2 separate regions of the Mus musculus genome follow, and region 2 is linked to region 1. A link is a contact called in public HiChIP or PLAC-seq data. All regions are on one chromosome and are shown on one strand. Each heading gives the region's core, a stretch centred on a gene start, on an enhancer-like site or on the middle of the called end of the contact. The rest is flanking DNA. Distances are from core to core; before and after follow the strand shown.

What was found. HiChIP or PLAC-seq counts read pairs in DNA pulled down with a chosen protein or histone mark.
Region 2: a contact with region 1 is called in a FOXA1 HiChIP or PLAC-seq map of pancreatic cancer cells. The contact joins two enhancer-like sites. A contact is called at or near these places in 1 of 15 datasets of contacts at CTCF or cohesin (CD8 T cells), 7 of 484 Hi-C or Micro-C datasets (the AML12 cell line, CD4 T cells, Th1 cells and 2 more), 4 of 115 datasets of contacts at active chromatin or transcription factors (CD8 T cells, memory CD8 T cells, pancreatic cancer cells and 1 more) and 1 of 9 other capture datasets (embryonic stem cells).

Annotation. Positions count from the first base shown.
Region 1 is chr2:102,825,213-102,831,669 of GRCm38.p6, reverse strand. Cd44 (CD44 antigen) reads left to right here. Exons shown (of 9, transcript NM_001039151.1): 6 at 3,060-3,128. Among named protein-coding and RNA genes, the nearest start is that of Gm23731, 70 kb to the left of the region's middle. Within about 2 kb of position 3,124, at least 22 of the 459 cell types and tissues checked have an H3K27ac peak or open chromatin away from gene starts, as enhancers often do. A contact at or near this core is called in pancreatic cancer cells, where this site is marked.
Region 2 is chr2:102,995,761-103,002,217 of GRCm38.p6, reverse strand. No RefSeq gene overlaps it. Among named protein-coding and RNA genes, the nearest start is that of Gm34483, 58 kb to the right of the region's middle. Within about 2 kb of position 4,162, at least 66 of the 459 cell types and tissues checked have an H3K27ac peak or open chromatin away from gene starts, as enhancers often do. A contact at or near this core is called in pancreatic cancer cells, where this site is marked.

The DNA.
Region 1 (6,457 bases), core at 1,875-4,374:
CTCAGTACCACTTGCTTTTGGTCTTGGAGAACAAATAGAAAGATGTCTCAGCTACTTTACCTTCTGAAGACAAGCACATGGTGGGTGGTGACCTTACAGCTGTGGGCTTATCATTGACTCCACCTCCATGCAGCTAAGAGCGGCGCTAAAGATGCAAGAAGAGGTGGAAGTCTTCCCACAGATACAACTACTTCTGTAGAAGGCTACACCTTTCAATACCCAGACACAATGGAAAATGGGACTCTCTTCCCAGTGACCCCTGCTAAAACTGAGGTCTTTGGAGAAACTGAAGTGACTCTTGCTACTGACTCCAACGTTAATGTTGATGGCTCCTTACCAGGTAATTTAACCATTTGTCATCTAGCTTGCTTCTCTGGAGAAACAACATATATTTTCCTATTGTAAGGGATATTTTCTGTGCAGGCTGTGATTAGATTACTTTGTGCCAGGGGGATGGTTTTCATCATTGGTCATCAATTATAGTGTCAGCAAACTTGAATTTGAGGTAAAACAATGCCTCCATTTCCTGATGTAGCATCCTTTTTTCATGTGTAATGGTTCATATGGTAGAATTTCTTGCTTTGTATTTTCTTCATTCTGTGATATATTAACTTATCATGTGAAATTAATATTTTGATGGATGGAAATAGTTAAATATTAGCAATTTCACTTGATTCAGATAATATATTCTGCCTATTTAACAACACTTTACTAGACATTCAAATTATTTTCATATGCTGGTATCTTTGCTCTGAAATTACCTTTACTTGGTGGTGGACTGATTGGTTTTATTTTTGGTGATGAGTTGGTATATAAACATTTTCTATTTGTGGTATGCTTCAAAGTCTATGATTTACTACTAATAAACTAAGACCCTCATTTTTATTGTAATGGTAAATATATGACTTACTCAATTGAGTCTAACATGGACCTAGAACGAAACTTTTATCTCAAGGAAGCAATCCTCTCTACTTCTCTTCTTTATTTCTTTGTTCGTGTTAAGAAACTAACACTATAGAAAGGGAAATTGGAAAGGGATTTCTGTGGCTAAGAAACTAGACACCTCCTCCCACTAGTACCTGTAATCTGGGTACCTCTTACCATTCAATCACTGACACAGTAAAGATGAGTAACTTTAAGTATAAATATATACATACATGCACATATACCTAATTTGTAGAAAGACCCTAACTCCTCCACTCTCCCAAAAGACAAAGATAAGAAAATGATCTCATGGAAATCCCATATGCAAAGCAAATGGCAGTGGTGACATTCTGATTGATGGAGGGAGGGAAAATCCAAGGTGTTACATGCTTAGCACATTCCCTCTGGCTTCCCACTCTAGGTGCTTTAAAAATAGCAACTTCAGCAGTAATGGCAAGATCAAACCCCCTTACACTCTGAAGGCTTTTGGTTATTGTCCTTATTAATAATCTTCTTTTCCTCATTAAAAACTTCAAATGTTGTTAGATTCATGCAGCATGAATCAAAGGAGAAACAAATGTTCTCAATGCTAGAATGGCCCCATCATGCCACTTAATGGATTTGTATTTAAAATGACAATCTTGGATATAGTTTCTTAGGTGGTTTTCAGAGTCTAATTGCTATCAAGTAAAACTCTTTCTACCAAATTAGTACTCCCATGTGCTGATCCCTTCTGATTAATGTAAGAAAGGCAATGGTGCTGAGGGGTGTCCTTCAGTTCTTTGTGAATTCAGTGATCAGTAAATGGTCTGATTCCCATTCCCTGTTTTAATTCAGAAGAACCACGGAGTGTATTTTTCTGTTCATAAGTATTTCTGTACACTGAATGTAAAACACTGAAACATGCGATGGCAGTTGTGGTGATGGGCCTGGTAAAGGCGCTGGCTTTGAAAATGGTGATTTTGGTGGTGGGACTGTTGGTGTGGCATTTCATCAAATGCGGTGGTCTTTTCTCCAAGGAACAAAGCGGTCTCTCTGCAATAGTTATGTGCAACTACAAGCAAGTTTGCCTCTCCTAAGCAGGGAATCACATACCGTGCATTTCACTGTATTCTTTTTCTAGGCACCCTTGTAATGATCTGTACCAACTTTTGGAACCCCTGTTGTCTGTGTATATTGTTTCCCATATGATTTGATCGTATAATTTGGATTTAAAATTAGTCACTTGAGTTTGTCTCTACCTAGAGCTTTCTGGTGATGGGTATTTGAGAAGGTTAGACCATTGTGAGACAGGTTAGTTTTACCCTACTGATGATGTGTTGTTGCCATGGTAATCCTGCTCAGTATGAGAGGAACCGCAGGTTCAGACATTTGTATGTCCTTGGCTGAGGAGCCAATGGGGCGAAGCTACCATCATCTGCAGACAGCTATTCTCCCTTTGAAAAACAGCTCTTGGTCTGCTATTGGGCCTTAGTGGAAACTGAAAGTTTGACAATAGGACACCAAGTTACTATGTGACCTGAATTATCAATGGTTGCTGATCATGTGGGCTTAACCTTTTTTTTTTTTTAAATATGAACTGAGACTTCTGATGCCCAGCTGCCTGTCACTCACACCATTTCACTGGTTCTTAATACACTTAGGGTTGACCTTTCTCCTCTCTGGATAAATAGTTTGATTTTCCCTTTGAGCTTTTGCCTCGTTCATTCCTAAGATTCTTTTGTTTCAGATTCAGAGAAATCTCTTTTTATGCTGGATGGTCTGAGCCACATTGCACCCATTTAAGTGATCACATTCCAGTATCACAATCCTTATCCAAGCTATGAAGTATCTCATTCAAAACTCAGCCCTGTGAAAGCATCATCATATTTTTCTCAGAATAGCCTTTAGCTCTGTTCTTGGATTTCTACCCGCACGGTATTTTTAGTGCTCATCTGGGATGACCTGTGCTGCCTGAGTTTCCTTCATGTTGATTAAGGATCCAGCCTGTTCAACAATGTCTCAAAGGATGAGCAGTGCCTTCTTCCTTGTTGTTAGCAGATGATGGCTTTCCGAAAACGCAACCAACAGAAAGGGAGATGACAGTGTGAATGGAGATACAGTGCTGACTGGTTTTTATTGCTTTATTACTCTAGGAGATCGAGACTCATCCAAGGACTCCAGGGGGAGTTCCCGCACTGTGACTCATGGATCCGAATTAGCTGGTGAGTTTAAAATGTTTAGTCACTGTTATAATCTCCGAACCCGATGATTGCTAATGAAACATGCATCACTGTCCCTAGAGAATTATTTCACACTTTTTTTTAAAACATATATTTTCAGTCTCAGGGAAGGCTTATTAAGTCACTTTGCTGGACCCCACCCCAAAGTTTCTGATTCAGTAAGTCTGGGGTGGAGCCCAAACACTTGTATTCTTAATAAATTCCCAGTCATCCTGATTCTACTGGGATGGGCACTCTACTTAGACAACTGACACTGTGGCAAAAGAGCGTCCATGTGAAAGGGTCTGGAAGGATTCAAGCAATACTTCTCTGCTGGCTAGTTTTATGGCACAAACAAGCTAGAGTCATCTCAGAGAAGGGAGCCTCAATTGAGAAAATGCCTCCATATAACTGGGCTGTAGGCAAACTTGTAGGACATTTTTATAGTTAATGATTGACATGGGGTGGCCCAACTCTGTTGTAGGTGAGACCACTGCTCGGTTGGTGCTCCTTTATTCTATAAGGAAGCAAAATGAGTCACCAAGGGCAAGCTAGTGAGCAGTACTTTCCCCCATGGCCTCTGCATCACCCTGCCTCCAGCCATGTTTGAGTTCCTCCTGCCTTGACTTCCCTCAATGGACTGTAACACATAAGCCAAATAAACCCTTTCATCCCCAAGTGGCTTTTGGTCATGGTGTTCATCACACTATGTGACCCTAACAAGGACAACCCCATTTTACACTGCCCCATTATGGAGTCAAAAAGAGAACTCTTTAGGCATGAAATAGCTTGGCTTTGATCATCATTCATTTACCTCTAAATTGAGAAAGATGATGACAGGGTCTGAGATTCAATGTTCTAGCTGATAATCTGGAGATATTGTCACAGGGCACTCTTTACAACCAAATGACAGAATAAATACCTAGAAAATGTTTAGCATAAATCTCATAATGTAGCCAGCATTTCAGAATTTACTGTGTGCCAGAAAGATTAAGCAAAGCATTTCATTTCTACATTGAACTACATGAAACTGATATTTCCATAGGGCAAGTGATCCCAATACCAGGGAATTTAGAGCTCATTTACTGTTAACATATCTAATTACCTTGCAAACCCTATAATATATGAAAACACTGTTATCATCACCTTATTACGGATGAGGAGACTGAGGTAAGAGGTAAGAAAGGTAAGAGGAGGGAAGCAACTTGCCAAGTTGATATGACCAGAGAGTGGTGGAGCCAGGTTTCAAGCCTGGGTCTCATATTGCCTTGCCTAAGCCCAGTCTGGAAGAAAATTCCATAATGACCATAATTACTGCCAGACATGCATTATTAAATAGACTGCTGTTGGCCATGACTCAGATGAACCCCTAGAAACATTACTCCAGGCAGCAAAGTCTGACAGGAGGCAAACCTACTTCTAATCCCTAATGCTGGGATTACAGAGATGTCTCTTACCACTTCCTCTATGAGCTCCTAATTATTACAAATCTATGTGGTCCATAAGATCCAGAAAATCCATAAAAATTAGCAGCCTCTGCTGCATGAGTTTGATGCAAGTGCCGCCTCTAGTGTTCTAATGAATCTGGGGATGGATGGATATTTACATGGTGGCTTTGGTGACAGCCCTTAAATGTAGGAGCTCTGGGGTGTAGGGCTCTTTGGAAATTATCCTAAAAAGAAAGTAATGGTTCAAGCTCACCAGGGTCTTTAGCACACTTGGCATTCCCCAGCTTTAGTTTCCTTGTTAGTAAAAGTAAACCTCCGGTCACCTACTTCAGTAATAGAGATTTTGTGTAAAAGTCAAGGTATTGAGAAAGTAAGAGATTATTGTTTGAAGGCACAGTTTCCAAAGCCAAGCGATCCCTACAACTTTGAGTGTAGCCTGTGGAGCAGCAGAGATTGCATACAGAAGCTTGCTGGAAGCGCCTAATTTTGTCCCATCCAGGTAGATACACACTGGGTGAGGGTCTCAGTCATCCAAGCCCCTCCCCTTCCGCTGATTTGTGTGCTCCACTCTCTCTGCCTTTCTCACAGTTGACGCCAACGGAATGATCTCCGTGCCCATGTCTGGGGTTGGGCCACGTTTCCAAACTGGTGTGTCCAGTGCCCTGCTTTGCAGAACTTGTTCTCCAGGCCTGTCCTACCCTGGTTAGATCTATGGATCTTTTGGTCTGTCTGTGGCTTGAAGTGAGAATCGGGTGGGCGGGAACTAGTCTTTTTCCTTTGGCTCCTGTGCAGGTGTCTATTGTTCAGACAGGAGGTTTCATCTTGTGCACACACCTAGATCTTTCCTTGCTGGGAGCACTTCTTTGGAAAAGGAAAATAAATAGATTATAATCTATTAATGGCCTCCTTTTCAAATATCAAAGGCTGCTATGAGTCAGACCAGAGAGACCAGTGGGAGTGACTGTACCTTTACAGTGGTTTTCAAGGCCAAAGTTCTCCAGTTTGGAGGGCTGATATGCCATGACTTGTGCATGCAAACCCTGCCAGTTGCTCAGGACACTGACAGGTGGGTAGAAAAATTGCCTTGGCCTCTTTTGAGATTTGTGAAAGACAGGCCACTCTCGGAACAGGATGAGGTCTGTCGAAACAACACAGAAGTTACTTGGCTCTGTTTTGTTTGCTCTTTAGGAAATGCACAAACTATATAAACCAAGTTATCCTATGTAGTTAGATTTTACCATTTACTCTGCAGAGTCTAAAGTTTGACCCTCTCAGCTATCCTGGCCAGTGGGCTAACCAAACAGTCTTGTCTTGGCTTCTCTCTCCTTGGTGGCCTTTACGATTCCAGAACAGGTTGCTGTTTAGTGGCAAGGAGTAAAGGAAGAAAAGAAACAGAAAACCAAGATGTTTCTTTTTAGATGTGGAAAAGATATCATTTTCCTTGTTTGGAAAAGGCACCTGGGCTCTGACTCAGTGATTGTCTTCTCACAATGCTTCTTTACAAGTAGGGAGTTTTGTTTCTTTCCTTATTTTGTCGTTTGACAGTAGAAAGCATTCATCTTTCTATTATGTTTCACTGTATTAGCATAGACTCTACGAACCACTTATTTATAAACAGAAAAAGTGCCACTCCCACACACACACACACACACACACACACACACACACACACACACACACACACTTACACACCATGGCAAAAATAAAATTGGCGTTCACACCAGTACCTACAATCAATGTTCATCCTAGTTTGCTTTCCATTGCTGTGATAAAGGCCTTCACCAAAGTAACTTGGGGTGGGGGAGGTCTATTTGAATTGCCTATCCTGAGTCATGGTATACTGAAGACAGTCAGGGCAGGCAGCTGGAGGCAGACACTGAAGCA
Region 2 (6,457 bases), core at 2,913-5,412, 170 kb before region 1:
CTCATCTAAATAATAGAAGTCTGATGTGTATCATTTTAGTATGTAGGGGTTTTGTGCTTTTTTAAAAAAAATAATTCAACTTTAAAAAAAATAATAGAAGTCATAACAGTAATATCTACTTCACAGAATTATTGAGGACATTAAATGAGTCAATGCATATAAGGTGCTTAGGTGTTAAATAGTATCATCTATAAGCTCTTTGGGCATCCACGTGTTCTCAGATTGTCAAACCTGCAGATAGGTGTAGAGCCTGGAGATACAGCTAGAAGAGACATGATGGGTCAGTTGGCCAGTCTTTGTTTTTCAAAGACAAGAAGGTACATGGAACAGAGGTCTTTCCTTGAAGCCCTCTGGCTGGTAGAAACAGGGAAACTATCTCATATAGGTAACTTACCATCTGAGGACACTTCAGAGGTATGATTGTTGGGCCATGAAGGGACAATTTTTATAGACAAGCTTCTCTACTTCCTAAGTTACTCAGGTTTGCTTTATCAATGAGTATAAATCAAAAATCTCTAAGGCTGTAACACCTGTCATTCCTGGTGGCTCAGGTAGCAGCGCTTGAGAGGTTGAGACAAGAGAATCACTGAGAGTTCAAGGCCAGCCTGGGCTACACAATGAGTTCTAATCCAGCTTAAAATACATAGCGAATTCTAGGCCAGTCTGGGCTACAAAATGAGATCCTTCCTCAAAGCAAAGCAAAACAAAACAAAGCCTACAACCAGATATGCAAGCATTCAGGAGGCTGAAGCACAAAAATCATGAGTTCAAATCCAGCCTATTCAATAGAGGGAGACTGTCTCAAAAACAACAGCAACATTGTACTGCCAACGAATACAGTGAATACAATACATGACTGCTTCCGTTCATGATTACTGAAGTAAGTAAGAATTTCAAAGGGGCCGGGCGTGGCGGCTCACACCTTTAATCCCAGCACTTGGGAGACAGAGGCAGGCGGATGTCTGAGTTTGAGGCCAGCCTGGTCTACAAAGTGATTTCCAGGACAGCCAGGGCTATACAGAGAAACCCTGTCTCGAAAAACAAAACAAAACAAATAAACAAACAAAAAAAGAATTTCAAAGGGTAGAATGCCAGCATTGCCATGGTATATAGGTCATGGATTTTTACTTTGCTAAGGTGGCTATTGGATGTATAGTGACCCAGGGAAGCTTCCTAGAGGAGCAGATGTATTCACCGTCTGGGCTAAAACAATGAAAATAGAAAGATCTGAAAATGAGGATGCTGATCTGTTTGTAGGGAATTGTTTCATCCTCAGCATAAACTGGGCATGGTGGTGCATGCTTGTAATCCCAGCCCTGAGGAGGTGGAGGTGCACCTGGAAGGATCAGTGTTCAAGGTCATCCTTGACTACCTAGCAAGTTCAAGGCCAGCCTGCCTGAAGCAGATACTCTGCCATCAAAAAAGAAACAGACACTATTTTGGAGGCTTGGAGAGATGGTTTAGGAGTTCAGAGTACTTGCTGCACTTGCGGATAAGCCCAGTTTGCACCCAGTTCACAACAACATGTAGCACTAGCTCTAAGGAATCTTAACACAATCTTCTGCTCTCCTGACTTCTGAGAGGCACCCTCAGACTCGTATGTATACCCACACACACTAAAAATTTAAAAAATAAGATGGAATCTTGTAAAGAATTTAGAAAGAAAGAAAGAAGAAGAAAGGAAGATGGAGGGGGGAAGGAAGTGAGAGGGGAAGAAAGAAAAGAAAGGAAAGGAAAAGCCCCACAGTAGGTTGTATATTCAGCAGGTCAGTACCACAGTGATGCTGGTTTTCCCGGTCAGGCAGTAATTCCCAGCTGTGTCTCCAGATCATCTGCACAGAGTCCCCACCATCTGCCCCACTAGACAGAGTTAAGCCTCATGGCCTCTATTTGCTTCTTTCCCTTCTTCCCCTCTGTCCTCCCCTCCTTCTGAGCTGCCTGTGAGCTCCTCAAATTAACTCAATCTCTGTAAAAAGTTTGGTGGGGGTGTGAAGTGTTGCTGTATGAACCCTCAAGACAGGGAGGAAGGAATTCAAAACCACCCTTAGGGTAAAACCCATCCACAGGTTCAAGTTTAGGCAGAGGAGAGCTGGGCCTTTATCTGAATAGCTGCTGACCTTACTGGTGAGTTCGTTCCCAGGCTTGGGACAGCTCCCCAGCCCCAGAATGTATCTTGTTTTCTTTAAGGCGTTCCACCAAGTATCTCTTCTGGGCTGTCCAAGTGGCTCAGCGGATAATGGTGCTTGTGATCTCCGAACCCACATTGTGGAAGGAGAAAAGCAATGCCTGAAAAGTGGAAAAGTGTCTACATGCACACACACACACACACACACACACACACAGATACACAGATACACACACACAGATACACAGACACACACAGATACACACACACAGACACACACACAGATACACAGACACACACACACAGATACACAGACACACACAGATACACACACACAGACACACACACACACACACACGCACACAATTTCTTTTTAAAAGGAGTCTTTTCTTTCCCTTGACAATGTCTTCTGCTTCTTGGTTCTCAGGTATTAGAAGTTAGAAGATTTTAAAGATTTTTATCAACTAGTTACACTTTTTACATCACTGAGCCTAGAGGGGGCTGGGAAATAAATGGTGTTTTCTTCCAGTTCATCTGTCTGCCCCTTTCCTTCGAACTAGGATGTGGCTTTAAGCATTAATCACCTCAGAAAGCATACAGAGATGTAGGTGAGTTAAAGAATCTGGGGTTTTCCCTTGATGTTTTAGACAGAGGGGAAGCCACTGCTATAAAAAGTCGTGTAAAAAGCACCTCCATGAAGAATGTGGGGCGAGTCTAATGTCAAGACCATTTTAGTGTTAGGTAAGTCCACTGAGGGAATTCCCTCCCTTAAAAAAATAAAATGAAACAAATTACTAGAAACCACTGCTCTTGCTGTTTCTTCCAGCCGCTGGTCTCTGGGGTGTTATGAGGAAGGTGAAGTTGTAGGCGGATCCAGGAGACTGCTACCCCCGTGTCAGATGGTGGTGAGAATGCACTACTTGGTACTTGGTGCCTTTATAAAGAGGGACATCAAAAGGCTGTGACTGATATGGGCCAAGGCACTTGAATGCAAGGTGACAAAATAAAAACTGGGGAAGTACACTGCTATCTCAGGAATGAAAGGTGGTGTCTCAGATTTCTCAGAGTGGGAAGGACCCAGCTTTGAAATTATCTGCTATAGACATGAAGCAACCCAACTCTTCAGGTTATTCTAGGGTATGACCTGTGACTCCAGCCCAAGGGAGAGAGCTGGTGTAATCTCTTGATCGCCCCAATTCAAGGTACCTGTTTGATGAAAGAAATCACCCAGGCTTATGACCTGGGCTAGAACTAATTATTAAATTTCTGGTCCTGAAGTCCCTGTTGGCTTCTATGGTTTCTTGAGGTCCATTGAATGGAAATCTTGGCAACAGAAGCCTGAAACAAAGTCCAAGCTCCCCCTCAGACTGTCCTAAGGGTAGCTTTTGATCATGAGTTACATCGATTCTTCCCCAGAGTCAGCATTAACCATCTGGTTGGTGCAAGCAACACAGCGTTATCCACATAAGGGAAGCTAGCTTACCCTCGGCTGTCGCCTGGTTGAGATCTGTGGCTTCTTTTATTGTCTTTGCTGTTAAACATAGTTTCCCTTTATTTTCCTCTTGCCATGGAAACCATGATAAATAAAAGAGAAGCGTGATTTAAAAAGGTCTCTAGCTGCAGATGCATGTGGCTTGTGAGATCAGTCAGTAAACATGTGCCTGCTTTGGTGCCAGAGATGAGCTATAAATCCTGGGGATTAAAAGTGGGGGAAGGGAAAGAAAACTTGAAAGCATTGGTCAAGGAAAATAGGGGCTTCGTGTCAATGTGTTCAGGTTTCAGTTTCTAATATTTGGTGGTGTTTGTTCATAAGGGTTTGTGGTGTGTATGATGTGTAAGTTTTTTTTGTTTGTTTGTTTTGTTTTGTTTTTCTGGAAAACTGAGTTAAATCCAATGGAAGTTTGTGTTGTTGTTTGATCGGTTGGGTTTTTGGCTCTCCTTCATCTAACTTCTTTAGGGAGATTGTTTACAATTATGCTGGCATGGTGTCACACAGACTCATTCCAATGGAATCCAGCTAGGTGGTCCTAATGCTCTTGTCCCAGCTGTGGACATGTGTTTTGATTTAAACAGTGTTTGGCTGGACCATGGTCTGCTTCATCCTATGGAAGATGTAATTTTCAGCAGAAGACTTGGGCTAGCATCATGCCACCTACAAAGTTACTCCTTTTAAACAGAAGATTTCCCACTTAATCTCCAGATATAAATCTGAAGATCCCACAAGTAGTTTATCCAATGTGGTTCTCAACCCTAGGTTTATAAACCTGCCTTGGTAAAACAGTAGGTATTCCCTACCACCGCTCACCCCATACCTCATCAGTCCCAGAGATCTAGAAAGCCTTGGATGAATGAGACTCTGTGTGTGTGTGTGTGTGTGTGTGCAAATATCTGTAAATGCCATATATGATATTTAAAGTGTAACTATTGTTGAGAGCTCCTGAATTTAAAAAGTATGCTCTCTCAAAAGCAATATGCTTTAATGATGAATAAAAAATGAGGCTAGGAAGGAGAGAAGATACAGAAATAAGGATAGTTAAATAGTGCCTGTGTTCCTAGAGGCTCCTCTCCATGCTTATGCTAGCCCTTTCCTTACCTGATGGCTTCACTAGATTTTCCATAAACGTGAGTGCTTTAAAACTGTACAGCTCTGGGGCTAAGAGATACCTCATTTGATGAGTGTCTTCCTTGTAAAAATGAAAACTTGATCCCTCGAGCCAACATAAGTAAGCTGGACATGGTGGTGTGTGCTTGTAATCTTGGCATTAGAGAGGCAGTGACAGGCAGATCCCAGTCTAGCACAATGAATGGGATCCAGACCAATAAGAGATTCAGTCTCAAAAGTAAGATGGACAACCCCTTAGTAACCACAGTCCAAATTGACCTCTAGCCTCTACTGGTGAATACACAATGACTAAACCTATGAACGCACATCACATACGCACACCACACATACCACACACAGACGTACCAACAACCAACCACCACCACCACCACACACACCACCAATCACCATCATCAATACCAACAATAACAACAACCACCACCACCAACAAAAACAACCACCAGTCACCACCACCACCACCACCACCAACAACAACAACAACAAAAACAACCATCACTAACAGCCACCACCACCAACAAAAATAAAAAGAACCATCACTTACAGCTACCACCACTACTACCTTAACAACAACCACCAATAACAACAAAACACTATAAAATCCCATCCATTTGGAAATCAGAGGCATGGAGAAAAGTCACCTACAGGTTTAATTAATTAATGATGATGATGATGATAAATTACAGACCAGACAGCCATTTTACTAGGCTAATGTTTTCATGAATTTCCATGTAAGTGAACTGGTTCTTGGCTGGCTCAACTTTAGTTGGACTGGGTAGGATTTTCTGAGGAGTGTTCAGCTTATACAACAGATACACATATGCTGCTTATGACCACTCCCCATGTCCTCTACAGTGTTTAAGCCTTTGCTTGACTCGTCCCTTAGCATCTTTGTAAATGAGAAAATAGGCATGAGCACTTGTCTGCTTTTTCTCAGCTAGCAAGCGGGAATTGGAGCTTGGGTCTGTTGCTCAAAGCCACACTGCAACTACAAACCCCTTGGCTTCATGCCTTGCCTGTGGAATAAACCGTACTGGAACAGTAAAGACCATTATCTGACTGATAGAGTACCTACTTCAGGGAAATCCCTAACATATGTTCAAGAATATGAACAGAAGACCAAATATTCTGGTAAATGTTCCAGAGGTGGCTGAGAGCTTTATTAAAAATGTATTAAGCAACTCTGAAAGAGGGCTAACCTTTGCTAAATCTGGGTGCTTTTGTTTGTCTCTCTGTCATTCTGTAGGTCTGAAGTATTTCATTGCTAATTATTCTTGAGTAATGGGACATAGAAGAAAGATGATAAGCTTCTTTGTATAATGAATTATTCAGGTGGTTTTAAATAAACTAGAGGGCAGATAATAGTTGATATGACCTCAACAGAGAGATAAGGTGGAGAAAGGGGTGTTGTCTAATTAACTACAAAGGAGAGGGGAATATGAGAAATAATTGAATCACCAGCTCTCTGTGTTCTGTTGTATGTGTTTCCCCCCAGCGTTCTCCCCAGTGTGACTCTTCCTGCTTAATGACTAAGGTCAATTCGCCAGTAATATACCCAAGAAGAAAAGAGACATTGGTTTTTATGTTCAATGCTAATTTTTCCAGCAAAATACTAGTGTTCATGAACCACAGTCACTGCACGTCACAAACTCAAAGCCAAAGAGTTCAAATACCACCCACATTGACCTAGCTGTTTTTGTTGTTGTTTAGAG